Regions from separate parts of the Mus musculus genome. Here region 2 is linked to region 1. The links are chromatin contacts, called in public Hi-C maps. All regions are on one chromosome and are shown on one strand. Each heading gives the region's core, a stretch centred on a gene start, on an enhancer-like site or on the middle of the called end of the contact. The rest is flanking DNA. Distances are from core to core; before and after follow the strand shown.

The links. Hi-C and Micro-C count contacts between places; a contact is called where the count stands out from the background.
Region 2: a contact with region 1 is called in a Hi-C map of Sertoli cells, with 4 times the contacts expected there. The contact joins two enhancer-like sites. A contact is called at or near these places in 2 of 484 Hi-C or Micro-C datasets (Sertoli cells and extraembryonic endoderm stem cells).

The regions. Positions count from the first base shown.
Region 1 is chr14:63,678,441-63,684,623 of GRCm38.p6, forward strand. All of the region lies in intron 1 of Xkr6 (X-linked Kx blood group related 6), which reads left to right. Among named protein-coding and RNA genes, the nearest start is that of Gm38524, 32 kb to the left of the region's middle. Within about 2 kb of position 3,286, at least 113 of the 459 cell types and tissues checked have an H3K27ac peak or open chromatin away from gene starts, as enhancers often do. A contact at or near this core is called in Sertoli cells, where this site is marked.
Region 2 is chr14:64,543,907-64,550,089 of GRCm38.p6, forward strand. No RefSeq gene overlaps it. Among named protein-coding and RNA genes, the nearest start is that of Mir124a-1hg, 41 kb to the right of the region's middle. Within about 2 kb of position 3,110, at least 20 of the 459 cell types and tissues checked have an H3K27ac peak or open chromatin away from gene starts, as enhancers often do. A contact at or near this core is called in Sertoli cells, where this site is marked.

The sequences.
Region 1 (6,183 bases), core at 2,036-4,535:
CTGGAAGACAATGGGATTGCTAGTTAACAGCAAATATTTTGAGATAAATACTCCCCTTTATTAAGTTGTTATCAGTTCTTAACAGGTATGGAAGCCAGACTGGCAAGTGGCTTTTAAAACTTAGTCATGCTTGAGCTGTACCTTAGAGCCACTGGGTAAGTTCTGTGAAATACCCTGTACTTGTCTACAACTCAAAGAGCTGAGCCAGGTACAGGGTGGGTATCTTAGGTTATTCCTCTTGCAGGCTTTGGTTTACACATTAGAACGTCTCAGTGTACCAGATGTGTTTGGCTATGGCCCTTATCCCATGTTGGCAGGAAGGGCTGGTGCTCTTCCTGATTCTGTGCAGAGGGGACCCAGAACTTCATGTCCTGGGGGTGATATAACAACACGGCATTGGTTCTTTCATTAGAACATTTCCAAGTTCTGTGGCTGACTTAGTGCCTTCCTTAGGTGTCACCATATTCTAGTAGCTTTTGAAAAATAGGTTGTACAAAGTATTTAATAATACTTTATAGTTGTGTAATTATATGGAGGACAAACAACACAATTCATTGTTGTTTGGTCTACACTATAATCACAAACTGAAATGGACTGTAAAATTCCAGATCACTAGCCAGGCTGGTGGTGTCCCAGCACTTGAAAGGCAGAGGCAGGAAGATCCCTACAAATTTGAGTTCTACATACCAAGGCCCTGTCTCAAAAGCAACCAAATAGAGCCAGAAAACAAAAGAACTTCACAGATTGATATCTGGGGAAAGAAAATGAAATAATAGTCTCATCTTTGTATAAAATGAAAGCACTCGGCTGCCTTCACTGGGAGAATTCCTGTTTCTGTCCCAGAGTTGCAGACTCATTCATTCATGATTGTACAAGGCAGCTTGCCTGTGAATCAGCTGCCTTTGTCTTCTTTTGTGTCTGTCTGGCGAGGAGCAGTCTGTGAATGGGAAGCAGCCTTCTGCCTGCAGTGGGGAGGTACAGGCAGACTTCGGCTTTGGAAGACAGTTAACCTCTAGTTGATTCTGATGATGGTGCTGATAATGATGGTGTCCCTGCCTCATGTGGTTGTGAGGATCTGTATGTGTGGAATCTAAGTTCTGTGTGGGAGCTGCAGTACGATCCCCAGGTATTGGCCTCGTGAGAGCGCCAGCAGCTCCATGCACCACAGCAGATGACTTGAAGCGGGTATTTGGGAGCAGAAGAGAGAGTTTGTTTTTCTGTTTCTGAGGTGATTTGGTGTGTGTGTATGGATTATATATGCCCCAAACAACAACAACAACAAAAAACCCAGTAACATAAAGACTCAGAAGTATGAAATTCTATATTTTGTGTCACAGATAGCAAGCTCATTACATATATAAAATTAAAAAAAAAAACAGCTTTGACCTGGAGTAGTTACTATAGTTATTGTATCATTTATATCATGGATTTGGAACACATAAGCCAGATACAAATACATGTTAAGAGTCATGCCACCCCAGTCTCTTTTTAAATTCCATTTAGTGTGTGTGTGTGTGTGTGTGTGTGTGTGTGTGTGTGTGTGTGTGTGTGTGTACATTAAACAAACATGTTGAGGTCAGAGGAGAGTTTTCAACAATCATTTCTCTCCATCTATCATGCGTTTCCCGGAGTCAAACTCAGGTCTTCAGGCTTTGGTGCAAGCACTTTTACTTGCTGAGCCACCATGGTGCTCTGCCCCAAATCTCTTAATACGATTGCTGGGACTACATTCTGTGATGGAAGATGGACCACCATATGTGCAAGATGCAATCTGCTGACTTGGGACCTGGAAAACGACAGGGTTTTGGAGCCTCAGGGCTTGGCTTTGGCAGGTTGCACAAGAGTTCTCTTTGTGTGTGGGGAGAGGTGACTGGTGCGACTGTAGCCAAAAGCTAAGTTGGAATGCTGGAGCAAGGGAACATACCACAGGGTCACGTGACCCTAAGCCAGTGGTGAGCAGTCTGGCAAGTGGCTCCAGGTCCTGTCATGGAACAGTTATCAAACATGGTAGGTCACAACCTCCACCTCAAGTCAGGTCCAATCACTGATCCTCAGTTAGCCAATAAAAAGAGCCAAATTAATAGTGGAAAGCAGAAAAAGAATTACTCAGTGTGGCCACACTGGGAAAGATGCCTCTTTGGCCTTCATTACCTCATATTAGAGGCTTTTGTTGGCTTTCCATCATCTCTGGCAGAAATCATGGCAAAAATAAACCAAAGGTGTACTGGCTAGTTTTGTGTCAACTTGACACAGCTGGAGTTATCACAGAGAAAGGAGCACCAGTTGGAGAAATGCCTCCATGAGATCCAACTGCAAGGCATTTTTTCAATTAGTGATCAAGTGGGGAGGGCCCTTTGTGGGTGGTACCATCTATGGGCTGGTAGTCTTGGGTTCTATAAGAAAGCAAGCTGAGCAAGCCAGTGGAAGCAAGCCAGTAAAGAACATCCCTCCATGGTCACTGCATCAGCTCCTGCTTTCTGACCTACTTGAGTTCCAGTTCTGACTTCCTTGGTTATGAACAGCAATGTGGAAGTGTAAGCTGAATAAACCCTTTCCTCCCCAAGTGCTTCTTGGTCATGTTGTTTGTACAAGAATAGAAACCCTGACTAAGATAAAGGAGACAGACTTATTTTGGCTTGTGGTTTCAGTACATGGTCACTGCTCTGGCTTCTTGACTTGGATGAGGTAGAGACTCATGGCAAGAATCATGTGATAGAACAGAGTTCCTCATGGTTGTTAGGAAGCAGAGAGAAAAAGGAGGGGGCCTGAGAAAAGATAGCCCCTTCAACAGCCACTTCCTGCAGCTTTGCCCACCTTCTAGTTTCTACCCCACCGCCAGTAGCCTGTTAAACGGAATCCATCAGAACATCCACTACCCAGTCATTCCTAAAGGCCCCATCTTTGAGTTCTACTAAACTAGGCTCAAGCCTTTGACAAAGCCTTTAGGGAACATGTCAGACCATAACTGAGCCCAGCTATCTGGAATATTGGGCAGGCCTCAACCATGGCATTCTGTTATGAGAAACCTATTCATTGATTGTTGTATAGCAGAAAAATCAAGGGTTTGAAAAGGAGTCTCAGCTCTATACTGGCTGAGGACCTTGGCCCCCCCCCCCCCCCCCCGCCCAGGAGGAAGTACATCTGAACCCTTATCTCCAGACTCTTGCTGGTGTCTGAAGGCAGCACCACGGACAGCTCCCATGGAATCTAGTGCAGTAAGTGGTGACTACAGTTACTCCGCAGGCAGCACCACGGACAGCTCCCACGGCTCTAGTTCAGTAGGTAGTGACAGCAGCATTATTTTGCAGGCAGCACCACGGACAGCTCCCTCGGATCTAGTGCAGGGAGTGATGCATGGTTCTCTGTAGCATTACACCAAGGCCTCTAGAGGATCCCACCTTTCCAGCCAGAGTTCTCATCCAACCCCTCAAAGCTCACGGCTGATCTCAGGTCCGAGTGCTGTTTGGACTCTGATGGCAGTTCAGTAAGCCACAACCAGAAATTTAAAGGTAAGATAAATAGAATAAAACATAGGGTAGGTGTTCTTTAATGGAATGTCCCTTGCTTTTCCATTTGTATGTGTGTGCGCATGTATGATTGCATGCTCAGCGAGTTGCAGTGAGATTTTTTATTTAATTTTATTTCTGACACCTGAGTCGTAAACAGGAAAAACATTAAGGAAAAATGCTTCAGGCTCACAGCCCCCTTCTGAGCATGGGAAGAAAGGGCTCCTCCTGTCTCTACTCGTAGAGTGCTGGGATTACTAGTGTGTCAACTGTTTCCCTTTTTGAAAAAATGGCCTTGGGAGATCAAACTTAGGCCCTCATGCTTGCAAGGGAAGCACTTTGCTGTCTGAGCTATCTTCCTCAGCCCATAAATGAGGGATTTCTGAGGTGGAAATAAAAGGATCAGTAAGTACAGTAAAGTATTTGACCTCTTTGTAACCCAGGAATGCAAACAAAAAGAATGCCATCTGTGTCTATCATGGGGCACGAACTGCAGGCAAGCCTGCCAAGGAGTGGCCCACATACTCCTGGTGGGTGGCAAGTGTAGTTACTAATATCTCAAGAACACTGAAGTTGATCATCCACCTGTCACCTGACACTCCAGCTGGGAATGTGTTCCATAGTACTAGTTATGGTTGCAAAACCATTAAAAATAAAAAATAATAACAAATTATAGATATTCATTAGTGGAATATTATATAGCTGTTAAGTAAAAGCTGCATTAGTATCACGAGAAAAATCTGAAAAAAAAATATATTGGGTGAAGGACAATACTTATAGAGGCTGGGGAAATGGTTCAGCAGTCTGGAGCGCTTTCTGCTTTAGCAGAAGACCTGAGTTGGTTCCCAACTCCCATGTCAGGTGGCTCACAATCACTTATAACTCCAGCTCCAGGGCATCTAATATCCCCTCCCGGCACTGAAAGCACCCTCACATACACAGGCACATGCACACCCACATACATACACATACAAACATATATAAAAGCATGGCAAATATTTATCTCTTATAGTTGTACATGTATGTATATATGTGCTTAAGTAAGCAGTAACTAGAATATTCACTCACCAGAGTGATTCCCCGGCATTCAGTACTGTGTCTCCTAGTCACAGGAAGGGATGGGGTATGGAGGATGCTCAGAGATTCAGTTGTGTGGCCTTTTACTATCATTAATCAGGTTTGAAATGTTTCTTTCCTAGAAAGTCCCTGTTAATAACATTCCTTTCTTTTATTCAGAAAGCTTTTATGATTTCCATTTAACTGGGTGGTACAGTTCCAGGGCCTCCATCTGGAATCTCATGTTAGATAAGGTCTTAAGACTCTGAGACCCCTCCCTCTTGTGCCAGCACTTCTTTCAATGGACCTGAAATTCAGCCATACAGTACCAGGTCATGCTCTGTGATTTTCTGTATTCCCATGTCATGAACTGTGTGGTTTTGTTAGTCATAATCTGCTTACTCCATTACTCTGTGACTTTACACATGTGACTCCTCTTTCAAAACCTATTAAAGTGCTGCCTCATTCTTTACATCCATTCAGTCATTCATGCCCCAACCCTTTTAATCACCCGTTCAATTATGCAGCTACTTATCCATCTATCCATACTCCTTTTTATTCATCATGCTTGTTTATCCATTCACCCATCCGCTCACCCAAAATTTCATCCAGCTGTTCAGTTATGTAGGCACTCATACATTATTCCACCCATCCATTCACCTGTCCAATTATTCATCTACCCACCATCCATCCCCCACCAATTCATCCATCCGTGCATTCATGCATCCACCCATTCATCCAACCACCCTTTCATTCAGTTATCCACCCACCCACCATTTATATGCCTACCTAACCATCTCTTTAACCCCTCCCCATTTACCAAGTATCTTTAGTATGCAAGGCATTAACAACTTACCTTAATCTTCTCCATTATAAGTCATTGTACCTTCGGTAAGATCTCTGTATTGCTTTGTGTCTGTAATGGATTTTAGTCACATTAGCGTTTATCATCTTAGACTATACATTTTTAATGCTTTGTACGTACAGAAGCTCATTAAATATTGGCTGAAGAAATAAATTAGTCTCAGGTTGTCTGTCCACAGCACTGAGATCAATGTTGAGATGATGGTTTCGTTCTCATCACTTGACTCGGAATACTTAATGTCTTTAACTCATCATTGCACAATGTGCTTGCACATACCAGGTTCCCATATTTGTCCTGGTGAGGGGAGGAGAGAGGGGCAAGGAAGCTGGTGGGTGTGTCTCAGACCTGTCTTTGGCCATTCTCTCACATTGACTGAGAATCCAGACTCTATGCATCAGATGATCTTGCCTCGGGGACTTTGCATTTAGTCTGAGAGGGAAGGAAGTGCCGTGAAAAATTAGTAACCTGACAGAGAAGTGTGAGGTGTGGGCCAAATGAATAATGCTGGCGTCATGATCTAAGATGACCCATAATGAAACAACTTGTTTTATGCTTGGCTGTATGAGACTGGTTTTGAGAGATTCGTTCTTTTGCTAGAGGATCTGGGTCAGAATTATCATTTTATGTCAGATTGGGTTTCTGTAAATCTTTTTTTTTCACGGCTCAATAGATGTTTAACAACATCTCTATTAAGTAAAAGCTCATGTACAGATGTAGTTTTGAAAAATATATTCTGATACTACAGTCTTACATGGT
Region 2 (6,183 bases), core at 1,860-4,359, 870 kb after region 1:
GGAAGAACCCACTCTAAAAAAGCAATAGGGCCCACCCTTGGGGAAAATAGGTAGGTAGGCAGGAAAAGAAAAGAAGTCATATTGCTTATGACTCGAGGAGTTTGTGAGCCCCGGGTAGCAAGTGAAAGCAGCAGGGAGGCTGGGAGAAAAGGACCCCTGTCATGATGGACAGCACAGTGGGTGGGATGAAGAGAAGGCAAGGAACTAGGGACAGCAAGATGCTCGGATGGGGAAGGCTTGCTGTCAAGCCTGTGCATCTGAGATTGATTTTCAGAACCCACATGGTAGGAAAGAACTGGCTCCCCTCAATTGTCCTCTGACTTCTATTAGTATACCGGGGCATGCAGGCATATACATACACACACATTCAAGCACATATATGTGTATACATGTAAAAAAACTTATCTCAAAGGGGTAAGTGGCCGAGAGATTGGGGAGATATTATGGCCACATCTTTCTCCTCTACCTTCAAGATACTAAGATGCATCATGGATGGAAAGGGGGCTCTTAAGACCCCATTCCTCCCTGAGGGGCTGTTGGTAGTTAATGGCTGCTGGTGCAATACACCAGGAGTGTGGGGGTGGGGAGGGAGAGTAAGTTTTCTGCAGTAGTGTAGCCACTGATAAGCTGTGAGTATTCCAGTAAATAACCCTCTACCCATACCCATGCAAACAACCCTAATTAAACTCAATGGCTTCCAAGGGGGGAGGAGAGCATGAGAGGAGGAGAAGAAGGCAGAGGAGGAGGAGGAGGAAGAAGAGGAAGAGGAGGAGGAAGAGGAAGAGGAAGAGGAAGAGGACTTATTGGAAGAACAGTTTGGGTAGGAGACGGAAGGGGTAAAACAGATTAACAAGGGACAAAAACCAAAACCTAGGGCTGACAACTCAATCCCTAGGACATCCATAAAAAAGCCCAGTGTGGTAGCATCTGTAATCAAGATGAAAAGCAGAAACAGAACTGCCCAGAAGCTTACAGTTCACCTAGTACACAGCACCACAGAAACAAGACAGACCCAGCCTCAACAAGGTGGGAGGCAAGAACTGAACCCTGAAAGCTGTCCTCTGATCCCTACATGCTTACATCCAAGATGGTAACAATAAATTTTAAAAAAGGACAAAGTTCATTACGTGAATGTATAAAATTGTCAAAGGATTTTTTTAAAAATAAATATTTCCAGTGCTGATAGCGACAGTGTTTTTTTTCAAAATGCTAGTGATTCAATTACCTGTGGAGCATCTGTGAGTTCTTAACTAGCTAGAGAGGCATTCTAGTGGGAAGCAATGGAAGACACGAGTAATTTAGTGTTAATTGAATAATCCTGCATATCTTGACTCTCACTGCCAAAAGCAGACAGCCTCTGTGCTGTGTTTCCTGGAACGCAATCCCAGAAAAGATGGAGCCCAGATGGGGAATTGAAAGATGGTGAAAGCTAGGTAATTTGGAAAGGGAGGTAGGAAAAGGCAATCAGAGCTGAATCCAGAGGCCTGACTACTTAGACTGTCTTTAATCAGTCATGTGTAAGTCATGGACTACAAAATAAAAAGAGCTATCAAGGGATAGCCTGGTATGAAAGCTCTAAGGAAGGGTAAGGGATGAGGAGGTGGAGAAGGAGCAGGCTCCAGTTCCTAACAGACATTTAGGATGACCACACTTGGCCACAAAATAGAGCACACCCTCCTTATAGCCCAAGTCTGAATACCAAAAAATAAAATAAAATAAAATAGCCCATTCCGAGTCTCCAATACTATTAGATAGGGGGGAGAGGGAAGAATGTCTCCTTTGCCTTTAAAAAGAATTTACATGGGAGCTAAGTGGATGTCTTAGTCATAGATTTAATAGATGGAGAGAAATGCTATGATCTAGTTTGGTAAGCCAAAGAAATTCTAAATATGCAAAGCAATTCTCCACTTAAACAAGTTGGGAATTTAAAAAGAACTACGATTGGATCTCAAGTGTATCTGTTAAATACTGCCGTGACTCCGATAAAACGATAGTTACAGAGGCATTTTCCAAAGGAACTTCCTGACTGGTACGGGATTTGGAGGATAGGTAAACAGAAGTTCCCACACAGGTAAAGGTAAACCCTGCCTTTGTCTGTTCCTCCAGCTTCACCCAGCTCTTTCCCCCATCAGGTCCCACCAAAGATCCACGGAAGATGTAAATGCATCATACCAGTGAATCAGCAGAGAGATCACAGGGTGACTGTGAAGCCAGCGGATGGACTTATGGAAGGGTCAGAAAGGGGTTAAGTGGAGTCAGAAGGTCTATTTAGATTGCAACCAAGATCAGCACCAGCTATTTCGCCAAAGCTTTTAAGAGTCCGTGTAACTTAGCAACTGACCTGTGTTTGGAGTTTGTTTTCCTTTTTTCCCATGTCAGTTTCTCGGGAGTAACTACCAGGGGTAAAAATGCTTAGGGGTGTCTGTTTACCGAGTGATGAGAAGCAAAGAATCTAAATATGCCCTGTCCCAAATGTCACATTGGTGACAAGAAGGGACAGGAAACAAAAGAAGGGGGAAAAAAAAAGATTCAACTCTCAGAATCCTCGGGAAAACAAAACAAGGTTCTACACTGTCAAAAAATGGTGCTAGGGGCGTCTCTCAGACTAAGATCCCAAGTGGGACCTTCCTTGAGGAGTTTCCGGAGTTTGAAAGCCAGCACCAAAGGAGGAAAGCTAGTCTCCACAGGTCACTCTCCTTTTTGTATCCCACATCCCTGGACCAGTGTTTCCTGGGAACCGAAGGGGATGAGAAAGAATTCATGCTCTTTTACCTGAGCCCAGACCCCATAAGAACCCCAGCCTCTCCATCCCCCCACCTCCGTCCCCGTCCCTGTCCCCCAACCCCTGAGCATATTCCATTCTCTCTGCTTAGTGAAGGTTTTGGAAGGGTTCTACCAGTTAAAAATGAGCCTCTGGAATGACTGTCACAGCATATTCTGAGAAACACACTCATCCTTCTGAGAAACACATGCATACTTGACCACTCTTGCTGGATCTCTCAGAGGTAGACAGCAGGCATTCACTTTGGCAGTTGCAGGGACAGCTCCCAGTGGAAAAAACGTGGTGATCAGCACCACTCCGGCGGACAGCTCATAGCGGGCCCATCTTCCCCCAGCCTCTTTCTAGCAGCCTTGGAACCAGGCAGGAAAAGCACTCCCACACTTTGCTCACCCCCTTCTAAGACACCCACAGTAAATTCATTTTGCAGAGGTAGGAGCCCAGGTATGTGTGGCTGTTTGTGATTCTTTAGACCCCCATGAGGCCAGCAGAAAGTCCAAATCTTGCTAGCTTTGCTTTCTGCCATCTTCAGTCTGTAGGGCGCAGAATGGCTGCTTCTGCTCCAGATATCACATCCATATTCAAGAAAGACTTCTCCTTGAGTAATTTCATAATATGGTCGACTCTATTGGGAAAGCAAAGACCTTCCTTGGAAATCCCAATTCGATTTCACCAGTTTGGGCTGTCAGGTGAGTACTTTTGATTATAAAGGAGGTTGAAAGCATATCCTAGCCTTTTTCATAAGATGAACATAAGGAGGTGTGGAGAGAGTAACTTGGTGCTTGAGAGCACGTGTTGCTCTTTCAGAGGACCTGGGTTCAATTCTCAGCACTGCATGGTGGTTCACAACCATCTGTAACTCCAGTTACTGGGGACCTGATGACCACTCCTGACCTCTGTGGGCTCCAAGAACAAATGCAGTGCGTGTATAGACATTCAGACAAAGCATTCATGCATTAAATAAATAAATAAATAAATAAATAAATAAATAAAAATTTTTAAATTTACATATGTGTTTTTGAAAAGCATAACGTTTTTTTAAAAGAAGAGTAACATAACCACATAATGTGTCCTTTATAGGCAAAAACTTCAGGCATGGGCACACATGCAAAAATAAATAAATAGATAGATAGATAGATAGATAGATAGATAGATAGATAGATAAAACAAAACATGCACACTATACACACACAAATAAAAAAGCAAAAAAAAAAAGAAAAGAAATCAAGTATGGTAGCCTACACCTTTACTACCAGTACTCTGCCTTAAAAGGAAGAGGCAGGCAGATCTCTGTGAGTTTGAGACCACCCTGGTCTACAAAGCAAGTCTGGGAAGGAAGGAAGGAAGGAAGGAAGGAAGGAAGGAAGGGAGGGAGGGAGGGAGGGAGGGAGGGAGGGAGGGAGGGAGGGAAAGAAGGAAGAGAGTCAATAACTTGCTTTCTCCACCTAGGGCCCACCTTCTAACATTTCTGCATATACCCCATAATGCCATTAGATTAGATTATCAGTGAATTAACCCATTGATGAAATCAGAGTCCATGTGATCCAGGCACTTCCCAGAGGCCCCACTTCTGAACCCTGCTACCCTGGGAAACAAGCCTTCCATATACAAGCCTGGGGCCAGAGGGGTTCATACCAAACTATTGAGAGTTTCCAACACTCACTGTGAGGCCCAGGATGGCTGATTAGACCGACAACCTAATGCTGCCTGTCTTAGTCAGGGTTTCTATTCCTGCACAAACATCATGACCACGAAGCAAGTTGGGGAGGGAAGGGTTTATTTGGCTTACACTTCCATACTGCTGTTCATCACCAAGGAAGTCAGGACTGGAACTCAAGCAGGTCAGGAAGCAGGAGCTGATGCAGAAGCCATGGAGGGATGTTCTTTACTGGCTTGCTCAGTCTGCTCTCTTATAGAACCAAGACTACCAGCCCAGAAATGGCACCACCCACAAGGGGACCTCCCCACTTGATCACTAATTGAGAAAATGCCTTACAGCTGGATCTCATGGAGGCACTTCCCCAACTGAAGCATCTTTCTCTGGGATAACTCCAGCCTGTGTCAAGTTGACACACAATACTAGCCAGTACACTGCCCTTCTAGGTGTTGACCCAAGCATCCATCCATTGTACCTCCTACTCGCTGCTACATCCTGCTACATTCCTGGGGGGTGGGGAGGAGACAAGTCTTTACTCCATCTACAGATTGAGTCCACATTGACTTTGGGCTAGGCACTGGGAGTGACGCAGAGAAATCCAGGGTGTACAGGGATAATTTTTAAATTTTTGCAACGTGGGACTTGAACCCTGGGCCTCGCAGATGCTAGGCAAGTGTCTACCACTGAGTTATAGCCCATGCCCTCTCAGGAGACCCACGCAGGGGAAAACCTCCGTGGAGCACTAACCTTGAGTCAATGTTAGCGTCAGGAGACTTCGAATTGGTGATCTCATTCGATTTCAGAGGTCATTGTCTCAAGGTGAAAAACAGTAGCATGCCACCAGAAACTTAGATGGTAAGTGTGATGATTAGAATCATGGCAGCTAACACATCTTGAGTGTTGCTATATACTTGAGCATAGGTAATGCTCCTCAGATAGTGTAGGTGGAGAGGTCTCTTCTCTTTCTCACACACACACACACACACACACACACACACACATGCACGCTTCTAACTCTTCCCTGCATCAGTTCATCTTGTTTCCTGAGCTTCCTTCTTACTGCCTGGGGGAGTCTCTGCCCGTGCGGTGATTCTGGGAAAGGGAAGTAAATGGTGGAGTCTTGCTAGGCTGAAAGCCCCCAGGGTGGTGTTGGATCCAGTGCCTCAGCCCAGATGGAGCCATCCAGGGAAAAGCAAGAGGAAGGGCAGTCCCCCGATGCTAGAGAACAGATGCATTAAGGAAGGGGTATCCTTCAGGAAGTGATCCATCACCCATGACATTAAAATGGAGCTAGGAAGAGCTGGTGGACAAGAACATACCAAAGGAGCTCCCTGGACAGTGCCCAGAAAAATGGAACCGGATGAGCCCCTTCGTTCCTGTCTGGCTCCTCCAGCTTCTACCCACAGCCTCAGAGATCCCTCTCAAGACAGAGACTTACCTACATCTGCAGACCCAAGCCTGATTATAGTCCCTCTTTGTTGCCTAACCCTTGACCTCACAAGGAGCATCCATGCAGACGACACAACCTAATCTGTTCAATAAAAAAAAAAAAAAAAATCAGCCTGCCATTTACCTTGCAGTCTGGTTCCAAATCTTTGAATCCATTTATAAGGGTGTTTTTATTAGATTGATTAAAATGAGCAGATGTTTCTCCCATCATTTTGGCTTGGGCTCCAGTCTATGTCTGGTTATATATCCCCAGACCCTTAGGGTAGGGATAGCAGGAAGCAAATATGTATGTTTGAAA